Regions from separate parts of the Mus musculus genome. Here region 2 is linked to region 1. A link is a contact called in public HiChIP or PLAC-seq data. All regions are on one chromosome and are shown on one strand. Each heading gives the region's core, a stretch centred on a gene start, on an enhancer-like site or on the middle of the called end of the contact. The rest is flanking DNA. Distances are from core to core; before and after follow the strand shown.

What was found. HiChIP or PLAC-seq counts read pairs in DNA pulled down with a chosen protein or histone mark.
Region 2: a contact with region 1 is called in an H3K27ac HiChIP or PLAC-seq map of regulatory T cells, with 9 times the contacts expected there. The contact joins two enhancer-like sites. A contact is called at or near these places in 1 of 15 datasets of contacts at CTCF or cohesin (large pre-B cells), 7 of 484 Hi-C or Micro-C datasets (CD4 T cells, CD8 T cells, cerebral cortex and 2 more) and 3 of 115 datasets of contacts at active chromatin or transcription factors (regulatory T cells and thymic regulatory T cells).

Annotation. Positions count from the first base shown.
Region 1 is chr13:101,733,535-101,740,087 of GRCm38.p6, forward strand. The region is part of intron 2 of Pik3r1 (phosphoinositide-3-kinase regulatory subunit 1); the gene reads right to left. Among named protein-coding and RNA genes, the nearest start is that of Pik3r1, 31 kb to the right of the region's middle. Within about 2 kb of position 3,302, at least 65 of the 459 cell types and tissues checked have an H3K27ac peak or open chromatin away from gene starts, as enhancers often do. A contact at or near this core is called in CD8 T cells and regulatory T cells, where this site is marked.
Region 2 is chr13:101,508,035-101,514,599 of GRCm38.p6, forward strand. No RefSeq gene overlaps it. Among named protein-coding and RNA genes, the nearest start is that of Gm36475, 29 kb to the right of the region's middle. Within about 2 kb of position 2,062, at least 19 of the 459 cell types and tissues checked have an H3K27ac peak or open chromatin away from gene starts, as enhancers often do. A contact at or near this core is called in CD8 T cells and regulatory T cells, where this site is marked.

The sequences.
Region 1 (6,553 bases), core at 2,052-4,551:
ACACATAACACACAAGTCTGTGAAGAGGAGTTCCCAAGGAATTCTCTCCAGTTATCGTGGGAACGAGTGAAAGTCAGCGGTAGGAGATGGAGCCTTAAGTATTTGTTCCCTCACCCATAGTCCACCAACCCTGTTTTATGTGGGAATGTTTATAACTGTGAGAAAAAACGCTAGTGTTACCCTTCCCTCCCTGGCAGTTTTCATTTAAAGAGCCCTTGAAATACTTGGTAAGTGATGCCTATAAACACCTATTAAAATGCAGCTTTATAGGAGGTTAAATCATTTATAATGGAGTCCGGTAGTACAGGGTACCAGTTGCAACAGAATTCCTAGAAGGGCTTGCTGGATTAACCTACATCGTCTAGAGAAACAGTTTAGTTATGATGATGTCCAACAACCCAGTCCAGTATTATTTAAAAGTAAGGCTGAATTTAAAGACGTCAATACTGGATGTTTCAATTCTGGGTTTTATGACAGGGCCACTTTGTGCCAGAGCAGATAATCTATCCAGGCAGAATTTTAAAGCTCAGTATATCTGCCTTTATCCAAAAGGGAAAGACCAAGGAGGGGCACCACGATACAGATCTGGTGGATGAGAGGGGACAGCATTTTAAAAAGAAAGACATATCAGGTAATAGGAAAATGGAAACTTGACAGAGGGACCAAATGTTTCACGCGGACCTAATTCGATTCTTCTCAAACTCGAGGAACAAAAGCAACCAGAACAGGAAAATGACTTTGAGTTTTAACTAACGAGTAAGCATCTAGTCCTTTTCCTAAAGGAAGGGACAAAAATAGAAGTGAAAGAAAGGTATCATGACTGGTAAATGGGCAGGGCCTTTTCAGAAGGAAGTTACACAGCCTGACCTCAACAATACATCTCGGCTTGCCCACAGGAGATGCCCATGCCTCAACCATTTCCATGATGCTGCCCTTTCTCTTCTCCCCACTGCTCACATGACATTAAGCCATTCAGGGTGAGCCTAATACTGACCTGTATCAGAACACATAAACATGTCTCGCTTCCTTCAAAAACTCTGCTTTCTCTAGGCCCCACTCCAACCGTTCTCCTGCCGGCTTCTTGCTCGTATCATGCTCCACTCATTTCAATTCATCAATATGCTGCTTTGTAACAGTTTATATATTTGTTTCACACATATATAGGTGTACTATGTGAAAATGGAAGCAAATAACATATGGGTTTCCTGGTTTCTCTTGTACCGCCTCCTTCTTTAGCTGTCATCGTTCTTAGTTCACAGTGGAAGGCACAGGAATTAATTAACTGAACGTCAAATGCCTGAATCCAGGGTATCAAATGATTACTTGGGTAGTACACAGCATTTAAAAAAGCTTCACACTCCAAATATGAACAGGCAGGTAAGGAAGAAATAAAACCACAAGGTTAGACTGTGAGCCTTATTCATAGTTGGTTAGGATACTACCCAACACACACACATACATACACACATACACACACACATACACCACACACACACACACACACACACACACACACACGCACACACACATACACCACACACACACATACACACACCATGGTGAGGCATATTAAGTAAAGCACTAATGTATATACAATTTAGCTTTCAGGATTTATAAGATTATTTTCAGATATTAGGGATGAGAAGTCAATTTAAAATGATGTGTTATTAATAATAAAAATTGTTATACTGGTGCTTTCTAAGTTCAAGCTGTCCTATGTGTTTGTGTGTGTGTGTGTGTGTGTGTGTGTGTGTGTGTGTGTGGAGTGTGGAGTGGGTGAGTATGTGTGTGTGTCCACCCAAGACCAAAGGAACTCTTTCCCCTGTTTGCAGTTGCTTGAGAATTTTCCACGAACCACCTCCCTTTTTTTGTCAAATGCACCTTATGACATTATACAACTCTGGAGAGATGCCACTACTTAAACCTCTAAATAGTGCACATGGTCAAATTAACCAGATCCCAGCACCAAGAGCCACCAGTTGCCCGTTCTACAGAGCCTGTCTCATGTCAGCTGGGCAGGAAATACCAGATTCCAAAGGCTGGAATGAAAGAAAGCCCAAACCAACCACAGAGTTACAAAATCAGCCATCAATTTGTCTAATTAAAACTCCATTTAATATTTCATTAAAATGGAATTCTGGTGGTCTCAAGAAATATGCATTTAAAAGAGCTATGTAGCCACTTCTTAAATACCTATCATGACTTACAGAGACCGGCTACGGCCAATGATCCTGGGCTTAAGGTTCCTAAAGAATCATGCATTTTCATATATTTTAGCCAAGAACTTTACCAAAAGAACCTCTCCGTGACCATCGCACCACCTGGAGCGTGGGCCGAACTTTTCATTTTATTTCTCTCTTTGGCCAATAGATGGCAACCTCTATTGGGCAGGAGAATCAGATTCAGAGCAGGCAGGCAGGCATGTCCTCCCTCCCACCAAGACCCAGCACATTTTTTCTTTTTTTCCTTTTAAGCATTGAGCTATTTCATAATGAATTAGTGAGCAAGAAAACAAAATATTTTTAAGTTATTTTGCTATTGCAACTCTGACTTTGTAAAGGAAAATGGAGTTCTGAAAAACCAAAGGTTTTCCTCAAAGAGGAAATGGACACACTAAATGGACAAAGCAGAAGTGAACTGCAGCTCTGGGTATGGTTTTGCCAGTACTATGCCCTCTGAAGATACAGTATGGAGTCAACTAAACTCTGCCTAACAGATCCATGACCCTGGAATGGTTTATACCTAAGTGGCACAAACAGTTGGGCCTGATTGCCTATACTTATAATTCTAGCTCTAGAGAAGCTGAGGCAGGAGGATTATCATGAGTTTAGAGGTCAGCTTGGGTGTGTGTGTGTGTGTGTGTGTGTAAAGTATTAGTCTCCTAGGACTAAAGAAGAACAGTCTTGGAAAACAAAACAAGAAACAAACAGAAAACAGAACTAGATACTATTGAAGCAGGCAAAGGAAAACATGAGTAGAGACTCCTAATGAGCATCATTCAAGCAACAATGTTCCATGTTAAATGAAAACTCTGTGCTAAGAAACGAAACCATTCCAGGTTCCAGGGTGCCTGCGCCTGGGAAAGCACCGAGCTGTGGAGAAAAACGCATTTTGCCACAGAACACAGCTGGTCCTGTCTGCCTTCCACGGACGAGGAGGAGAACTCTCAGGTGAGGTAGAAGAGGCAGCTGGTCTAAACATGACAATTCTGCTGTCATTTCTCCCTCAAACACCGACAAAGAGAGCGTCGAAGCGTTTGCTATCTCCCATGATCTCCTGCTTTGTGCGTGGTTTCAGCTGTTTAACTTGGCCCTTGGCCTCTATTTCCTGTGGCCGGGCAATCTCAATTCCTTTCATTTTCGTCAGGTTCAAACATATCACTTAAGTCTAAGAAACACTGAGTGTGTGTGTGTGTGTGTGTGTGTGTGTGTGTGTGTGTTCAATGTGTCCTTTCTGTTTTGAGAATTATCATCAATGAGCCTTAGGTCCTGGGGTCTTCTGGGAGTGGAGGTGTGTCTGAGAGAGCTCCCACACAGCTCATTCCTGGCCATCGATCCCATTTTACAGATGAGAAAGCCAAGGCTATGTATGTTATGGTACCATCTTTAGGTCATGCAGCAAATACTTCACAGTGACTAAGACGGACTCTCAGCCAAGGATGCCACTGGAAGTTTTTAATGCCTGACTTATTTACAAGTTCACCATGTAACTGAGACCATAGTGCAATGGCTACCCCTTTGGCTGTACAATAGCAGAAACCAATCTTCATCCCAGGCACTTTACACCAGATTCAAGGGCGCACACATAATAAATGATGCAGAAGCCAAACAGTTTGTCTTTCTTTTTTTTTTTTTTTCCTCTAAAGTATATTTGTACAAATTCCCAAATGTCCCGAAAAACTGTTCCTACTGCTGACTGTGTCCGTTTTTACTCTAATTAAGAACTGTCAAAGACAACTGGGAATGGCCAATGTACTTGAGTAGTCTAAATTGCTTTGTTCTACAGATTCTCTTTGGCGAGAAAACGAGATGGGTAACAAGGATTGTTCTGTGCTATACATGGAGGATGTTGAGATGGGATCTTCCATCCCAGAGACAGCAGCTAGGTCTGAGAGTCAACCTGAGGCGCGCCACTTGGATGCCCGGTTTAATCCCGACAGGAACTGTGAGTGAGTTCCCCCTTCCATTCTGCCCCTTTTCGTAAGAGGCTGAGAGAGTTGCCTCTGTGGATTTCCCAGAAACTCTGTCAAACCCACGGGAGGGGCAACGCAACAACAGCATCTGACAGAGTTTTAAAGAGAACACAGCAGAAGTAAGCGCTGCTCTTTACCTCTGCTTCTAGTCACCTGTATTGATCAGAGCAACTCAAACGAGAACCTTTCTCCAGAAAGGACACTGATTGCTCTGCCACTATTACTGGAAAACGAAAAACATCAACAACAATAGGTCTCACCAGTTAACTCTCCAGAAACAGTTAGCCAGCTAATCAACACAACATTAATATATTTAGCATGAGTTATGATTGTGGTTAAAGCTAAAACGTCTTTTTGGTACCCACAAAAATTTAATTTATTACTTGACGTAAAATAAAATATGCAATTAGAAAAAAATTTTTTCCATGAAGCCCACTGAGTGTAGCTTAATATTTCTAATTAAAATAAATAAGCCCCAACGTCTTTAATTATGACCCATTTAGGTAAGACTTTCGACACATGCTTTCTGCTAAATCCTACTGAAAGAAAAAAAAAAAATTTCCATCACTCAGGCCTGTCTCCACGTAAATATACTCAATTGCTTCATGCTTCTGATTTTTTCTTCTACTAGGTATCCAGAAAAAGAAAACCTCGTTAAATCATTTCAATTTTAAAAGGTTTTAATATAAACAGAAAACTAAAAACACCACTCAGGATTTCAGCGTGCAGAACTTTTATTTGCCCTTGATAAGCACATATTGTCACTTTTATGTATCTGTCAAATCCACAGGAACGTAATCCCAACAGAGAATATAATGAATGTAGTCACAGAAAACTCCAAATTAATGATTTAATTTAAACTTCAGCTGTTTAATCTTTTCACTGTAAGAGACCAGAATATTTTATGCTTGATCCCAGAGGATTAGGTAGTGACCATAAAGAAAGGAAACTGGGGTTATGGGGTTACTCAATTGTCCATGAAGCCTAAGAAACCATTTTATTTGACGGCAGAGGGAGGTTGAGACAAGTTTTCTCTGTGTGACCCTGGCTGTCCTGGAACTCACTCTATAGAACAGGCTGGCCTCAAACTCAGAGAGTCATTTGCCTCTGCCTCCCCAGTGCTGGGATTAAGGGTGTGACCCACTAAGGTTCAACTAAGGAACCATTTTATACACTTTCAATTAAGCAGTCCTTTGTCGCTTGGGTCCACTCGATTGTGCAACAATTGGCAGGCTGTCCACTCTGGGTGCCAAGGATGATCAGCCTCTGATCCGAACAGCACCTGCTTTATGTGGAAGGCTGGGGCTGGGGCCAGCCTCGCAGCAAGGCGAGTTTTTGGTAGCGAGCATGCTGAACCAGTCTCTTCCACAACCTGTTGACAATGGCTTACACTTATTTTCTCCAGCAGTCATTTGGGAAAGATACAACTACTGGTGCAAACTCCTACTTAGCTAGGCTATTCCTGCCCTGTGCTGGAAACAGAAATCTATTTTTTAATATTTTATTTAATAGTTATACCTGCATATACATTGATCAAAGTCCACTCTTTCCTCGCCTCCACTACACTTCTCCCAACTTCATGTTGTTCTTTCTTTTTCTTTTTCTTTTTTTTAATTTCCCCCAAAATTTCTGCAGATGTGTGTTACACGTCCCATGAAGGCTGCAGCTCAAGAAAGCAGGGGCTCACACACCAGTCACCCACTGCAGCACTCAGAGCTTCCCAACCGTCCCTGCCCTCTTCTCACTGAAACTTCCCTTCAAGAATTTTGTAGGTTATGACCTCTATGGAGGGCTCTTCCCAGAACTGAATTTTCTCTGAGGAAAATCTTCTCATCTTCTGGGAGTTCATAGGACAGGGTGATTTTTTTTTTCTTAAACAGGAAATGAACAACAAAACTTTGCAAAGTTTTATATGTCTGATCGCAGCAGCAGAACAAATCTTGCCTTAATCGACATTCTCCTTCAGCAGTTAGAATCCAGTAGGTCTTACGTGCCTATCACTAAGGTTTAGAACTTAACAGTTCTCCCCATCCTGAGGCAGAAAGCAGCTTTCCCATAATACAGAAGAGCACAGGGTTCAAAATGGGTTTCCCTCCTTCATCTTGGCCCTTTGTGGAAACTGTGACAGTAGACCAGTGGGAATTCTGGCAGGAAGCAAGTCTCATCAGAGACTGACATTTTGTTTAGTTTACAAAAAAAAAAAAAAAAAAAAAAAAAAAGGAGGGGGAGAAAGAGGAGGAGGAAGAGGAAGAGGAGGAAGAAGAGGAGGAGGCAGCAGTATCGGCCTTTCTGTAGAAACTTGCAATTTCCATTATGTGGTGTCTGGAGAGGGAGGAAGGAGGAAGTCTTCTTTATCTATAA
Region 2 (6,565 bases), core at 812-3,311, 230 kb before region 1:
ATTCCATCAGGTTCATTGCTGTCTTGTCAGCAATCTTGTCTTCATGGCTGTCTCCTCAGTGTGGTCTTTATCCAGAAGCGAGCATGTCCTTAGCAAAAGCATCAATCAGATCATGCTTGCTACTGCTTACAGTCATTCACTGCTCCTTCTTGCCCATACAATCAATACAGTATTGCCATGGCCCAGGGCCCTGGATGCGCCGACCTGGACCTCATTCCTGGCTCATCACATTCCATTTTGCCCATGGTTTCTCTATTCTGGTCATAAGAGAAATGACTCACAACTAACTCCAATATGTTAGCAAATTCTTATTTCTGATGCCAAAAGTAGGCTTTGCCTTCCTTTTCCAATAGACATTCCTTTAGAGAAGCCCTCCTTTGCACCAGACCAGACCTGCCTCCCCAAGTCTCTCCCTGTGCCTAGATAACTTCTATCCTCTGCCCCCTCAATACCAGCCTGTGTCATCATTTAATTTGGTACTTTGTGTTAACAATTAACTTGTGGGTTACCTTCCCTGCCAGACCTGAAGCACCATGAGGGCAGACCAGGCCTGTTTGCTTGACCACACTCTCTTGCTATATGTCTGATACAAATTTTGACTGACTTTGCTATGTTTAGGTCTGAATAAACTTAAAGAAAAACAAATGTGGGCTACAGAGAGAGAAGATGGCTCAGTGGTTAAGAGAAGAAGAGATGTTTTCCAAGATTTCAAGCAGGTTTACAAATTTCATTTTAGACTAAAGGCTGTACATTTAAAATCTGACCATCTGTTATACCAATAAGGCGTAGTGATTGTAGGTGAAGATAAAGCAGAAAGTTAGGCAGTTTTTTTTTCAAATCTGCTTTATGTAAAGAATAAAATCTGAACACACACACAGAGAGAGAGAGAGAGAGAGAGAGAGAGAGCAAACTTCAACCTTCCCTGTTTTTTTAAGTTTATGAAAAATTGTTAAATTCATGTGCTTTACTGGACAGGATATCTAAAAGCCATGCAGGGCCCTGCACTTGAATTTAGTTTGAACAAACCAACTGTAAAAAGACATTTTGCAGACAAGCAGGGCAAATTTGAACATAGACTGGGTTTTAGAGGAGATAAAAATTTATTGGCAAGGAAAGATTCATAAACTAAAAAAAGCAGTTTACAAGCAGCATGTACAACACTATCTCATTTTGATAGAAACATGTAGTGTATACAGGTGTTAAGAGTGGTAACCTGTAAGGGGTAGGAATGTGGGGCTAGCACTTTTAAAACTTTCTTTATCTGAATTTATAACTTTCCACAAAGCACACATGACTTTTGTAGTAATAAAACTTAAAATAGCGATTAGTTTTGCAAATGTTAAAGAAGGCTTACACAGACCCAAATTTATTCTGAAAGCCTTCCAGGACATTTTTTTTTTTCTATGTCCTACACCTTAGGAATGAATAGTATGTCCTAACTTCTGGGCGGGTCTCAGCATGAAGGATTAAACATTTCAGCACTGCTTGAAGCGAAGGGGAATCAATCAATTACTGAACACGCCTACATTTTCTCCTGGCAATGTCGTGAAAGGGCCTCCTGATCGCTTGCAGAGAAGCCACCCTCACAGTGAGGGGCTCACGCTATTACAGGCAACACTGAAATGGCCATTTCCCTCTCTAATGGAAAAATCCACAGTCCATCAACTCTTAAGAGTAGCAAGTATACAGAAAACTTAGAAAATGCTGCGTTCCAGTTGTCTGAGAAGGAGAGGGAAGGGTATTTTGATGACAACTGAAAAAGCCAGGCAAAGGTCATTATCAGACAACTACTGAACTGCATATTTATATTCACATCCTGGAAAACTTTTTCTCACAGGACTAAGTGAAGCTTGCATCCAAGGTGGTCCCTGTGTTCCTTATGTGAACAATGAAGTCTGGACGAAATCTAAGACTTAATTAATTCACAACTATGTTTCATTAATTAATTATATATTGTATATGGTTAGAACACAAATACATCTATAGACACTGTACATACATCTATATATAGCAAATATATATTTGCTAGCATTTTCCCTGGGTTCCCACACTGCTGAAAGAGTCCCCTGTAGAGGGCACTAGTCAGTTGTTAACCTTTGTGAATCTGTTTAAATCAAGGGAAGGAAGTGACCTGAAGGATCACATAACCAACTCTTCCTCCTCAGGAGGTAGAAACTGAGGCCCAGGGAGATTGGGGGTGGGGGTTAGGAGGAGGCTTGCTCAGTCACAAAGCAAGTACCGTACAGAGCTAAGAAAAAGTCAGCCTGCTTTGTGGTTTTTAAAAAGAAAAGAAAGAGAAATACAAAACCCAGAGGCCACAAACCCATTTGCATCTAGTTGACCATTTATGAATCACAGGCCCTGAAGACCACAGCACTGGCACCATACGTACATGATCCCAGAGAGCCCACTGTTTGAAACACTTCTGTAAGAGGCATTTCATCACCGAGTCCCTCCCATCTGCAGTATCTTGCAGCAAAATTTGCTGAGCCTTTACCATTTTCCCAATAACCCTTGTTATCTAAACATTACCAAATACATTTGCACAGCTCTGAAACTGCATTAGTAGGAAGGATACACCGTGTTTCTCTTTCTCCCGATCCCATCAAAAGCAGTCCATTGTGAACCATGCGGTGGAGCGGGTTCATTTATTTTGTTAGGATTAGGCAAACTGGACTGGCAGTGTGGTTTCCAGAAAGGCTGCCTGATGATGTGTCACCTTACGGTCAGGTTAGAGAAACACCTTAGATGCATGAGTTCATTTCTGTTGCTGTGATAAAGCACCATGACCAACAATGGCTTATGGGAGAAAGAGTTTATTTTGGCTCATGCATCAAAGGGCGAGTCTGTAATGGCAGGGGAAGCATGGCAGCAGGTGGCAGGAGTGGGAACTGAGAGATCACACCTTCAACAGCAAACATGAACCAGCGAGAGAGATAGCTGGAAGTGGGTCCAAGCTATGAATGACGTCTGTAAGCCCACCCCCAATGACATATTTCCTCCAGGTGGGCTTCATAACGTCCTCAAGCAGCACCACTGAGCAGAAACTAAATAGTCAAATATATGAGATTCTGGGGACATTTCTCATTTAAAACACCACATATGATTATGTATGTCTTGCCCATATATCGAAACTGCTGCTCGTGGACCCCGTCTATATGAACCATGGTTTTATATGTCTGATGTTTTAGCTTTTCATTTCTCTGTTTGTTGTTGTTTTGAGGAATAAATGAGTTCAGGACAGCACACTGTAGTTGGGGAATCACAAACTTTGGAACCCAGGAGACAAGTTAAATTTTAACTCTTGCTTCCATTTATGAATAAATTGGGTCTAATTCAGCAAATTATTTAGACTTTGAGCATCAGACTTCTTATCATAGCATCTATCCCGTAGGGTAGGGATTAAAAAAATGTATGCAGTAAGAGAAGATGGTCTGTTTTGAGATTTAGAAGAGAGAAAGCAGAATCCCACTGTGAAACAGATTCAAGGTCATGCTACTAAGAGAAGGCATTGTTCTTAAGAGTCTGAAAATAGACTGAATGGGCTTTCCAGTGCATGGTCTTCAGTTCTCAATCCTCTCCAAGTTACTCTGACAGTAATTTTATGATTCTTTTACCCATGTGGCAGTGGTATTGCTAGTATCCAGCCCACATCACCCCACACATTTCAGAGATAAACCTACATGCTCAGGAACATGAGAGAACGAATCTGTGAGATAACGGCTTCTCTCCCTCCTTAATATTTCCTGGGTGCAGAGAAAACATTCCAGCATCTGTGTCCAGAAAAATCCAACATTTTCTTGCTGTTGATAGGAATGAGAAGGCAGGTAGCATGTTCCAAAGGTTTGATGGCCCAAGTACAGGTACCCTACTGCTGTTCCAGGCTCTTTTAGTTTTGAATGACCTATTCATACTTAGGTAACATGTGCTGTGAGGATTTTAAGAGATGCATTGCTTCATCCCACTGCAGCAGGTCTGAAAAGGAAGACACTATCAACTTCAATATGTTGCTGGAGAACCTGGAGTTTGGGGAAAACTGCATGCTTGCACAAATCATTCATCAAGTTCCCAGTATGGTAAAGCCTGGCTGAACCTCTGGAATAGGGGCTTCCTAACTCATTCTTTTTTTACTCATACTGAATTCTCCAAATGTAGCAATAATATGCCCAAAGGAATAAAATCAAGGAACCTTAAAAAGCCTCTGCAATCTAAAATGTTACTATCCTCATAAGCACGTGACTTCATTCTTTGAGCATTTTCATTAGAACAACTTTCTTGTCCAGAAAACCCTTACTCAGTAAAGTAAGGGTTGTTTTGTGGTCATTCTAGACACTTCCAGAAAGATCCATCGATTTCTCAACTGAAGGCATCATGGGAAATTTTTCTACCAATTTGAGCATTTTCTTAGCCCCCTCATCTCAAAATCTCTACCTCACTGTCTCCAGCAACCCTACAAGATCCCATCATTATGATCCTCACCCAACCCAAGCCCACCCTCACATGCCTGCGAGAGAGGATGCACATTGTGAGATGCACATCCCAGTTCCAATCTTCAAAACTTTAAGAGTATCCCCCAAGGTCTCCCTCAACTTTCACTAGCTCTTTTCAGACTCTGCCAAAGCAGCATTCCTCATTTCCTGCAAGGAACTGATTCTGCCTCCTCAGGGACATTTGACAGTGTCTGGGGACATCTCTGATTGTCACGGCTGGGTCAAGGTGGAAGTCAGGGATGCTGCTGATCATCTACAGTGTACAGAGCCTCCTCCACCCAGAACAATGAGTGTAGATGGGTTATTTTGATGATATTACGAAGCCAGCATTTGATCCACAAACAAAATGGCTTCGTGAGTGGACTAAAGTCTTCACCCAGCCTCTGAACCCTCCTCAATGATTTGTTAGCTTCTCTTGCTCTTGATCACAATTATCCATGCTGCCTAACAAGGCTCAAACCCACAATGCCCATCGTAAGAAATTTCACTCTGCCAATTTTGTATGGTCCCTCCATGAAAAATTAATTCTGTACTGTATGTTGTTAATGGATTGTCTGAAAGATAGGCTTAGGATACACAGTTTTGTGGGTGTTCTTGACCATACTAATAATGCCAGAATTCCCAGAGTTGTAAAAGTGACTTTAGTAGAGAGAAGGCACTTTTTTTTCCCTTTGTAGAAAAATAGCACAATTTCTCTGTAAAGAACTAGAGAGGGTGAGATATTGTCAATTGAAATTGACACTTTGAACCTCACATATTCTCCCGAATATTTCCACTGGCAATAAAGGTTCCTTGCAGTTACAGGATCAAATTGTGATCCAAAAATATAAACAGACTACTTCTTCCTGTTTGTAATAAGTAAAGGACGAAGTTGGGGAAAGAATAAGCAGCCCTGGTATTACTTAACTCGAAATATTATGCAAGGATGTTTAGAAGACAAGTAACAGGCTTTGGATCTGAGAGATTTAGCTGGCACCAGCTTTCTCTGTGGTAGAGATGGCTCAAACACTGTGACACAGAGAGATGGCTCATGCTGTTGGAGCAAGGCCCAGGATGATGTCAGTCTATGCAGGGACCTTATTGATAACCCCTGCAGCAATTTCTCTATCACCAGGACTGTCACCGACTCTTCCTGAAGCTCTCAGGCATATCTCTAAAACAGGATCTCAGACCTTAGGCAGGCCTGGAGGGCTTGGTTGGGTTTTCCTTCATGAAAGTTCTTGGGATGGTGCATGTCTCTGGTTTCATGGGGATGTATGTGTAGAATCTCAGAGTAGCAATAAAAAGTTGAAAGTAAAATTTTGTCATTTGAAGAATATACAGAGCTGGTAGCTGGACTTTACTTATCTAACAAGAATGCTAGGAACTGCAACTGCCATCGGACTCCATTCCCAAGAGTATCTTGGAACTCAGAGGCAGGGAGGCGAACTGCATGAAAACCCAGCAGAACCTTCAGAACCCTGCCACCACGTGATCTCATTCTCCTGTACCTTAGCTGTGCCTGGCACGTAAAGCTGACCTGAGATACTGAGTGGAAGTATACAGCACTGAGTACTTCTGCATGTGTTCCTAAGTGATCCCATCTCACATCCTTGTTATCTATCTGTCATAAGATAATTATTGGACCCCTAACCACCAGACTCAAAAAAAAAAAAAAAAAAAAGAGACATGTTTCTTTCTGGGATTTGGTGACAAGTCTGGGATATCTGGGAGCCTCTGTTCTTCCAGAAACTACAGCTGAGATCACAACATCTCTGACTATGCCAACAATAATAAATATCTTACCAGACTGATTTCCGGATATCTGCCCAGGATCCAGCCAAGTGAATGTGGTGGGAACCCTATCTTCTATCTTCCTTAAAAGATTCAAACGAGTGGGAACACTATAGAATATTCTTTTTTGTGTACTTGTGTCTTGGTACTCTTATTATGGAATCCTGCCCTCCTAAGGACAGCTATGTCCTGCCCCTTTCATTTTGTCCCCCAAGAGCTCAGCTAAAATCCACAGAGAGTGGCCATTCTTTCACATGCTGGAGGCGGGGTGCAGATTGTGGGCTCTTGGCTGAGAAGCGGTT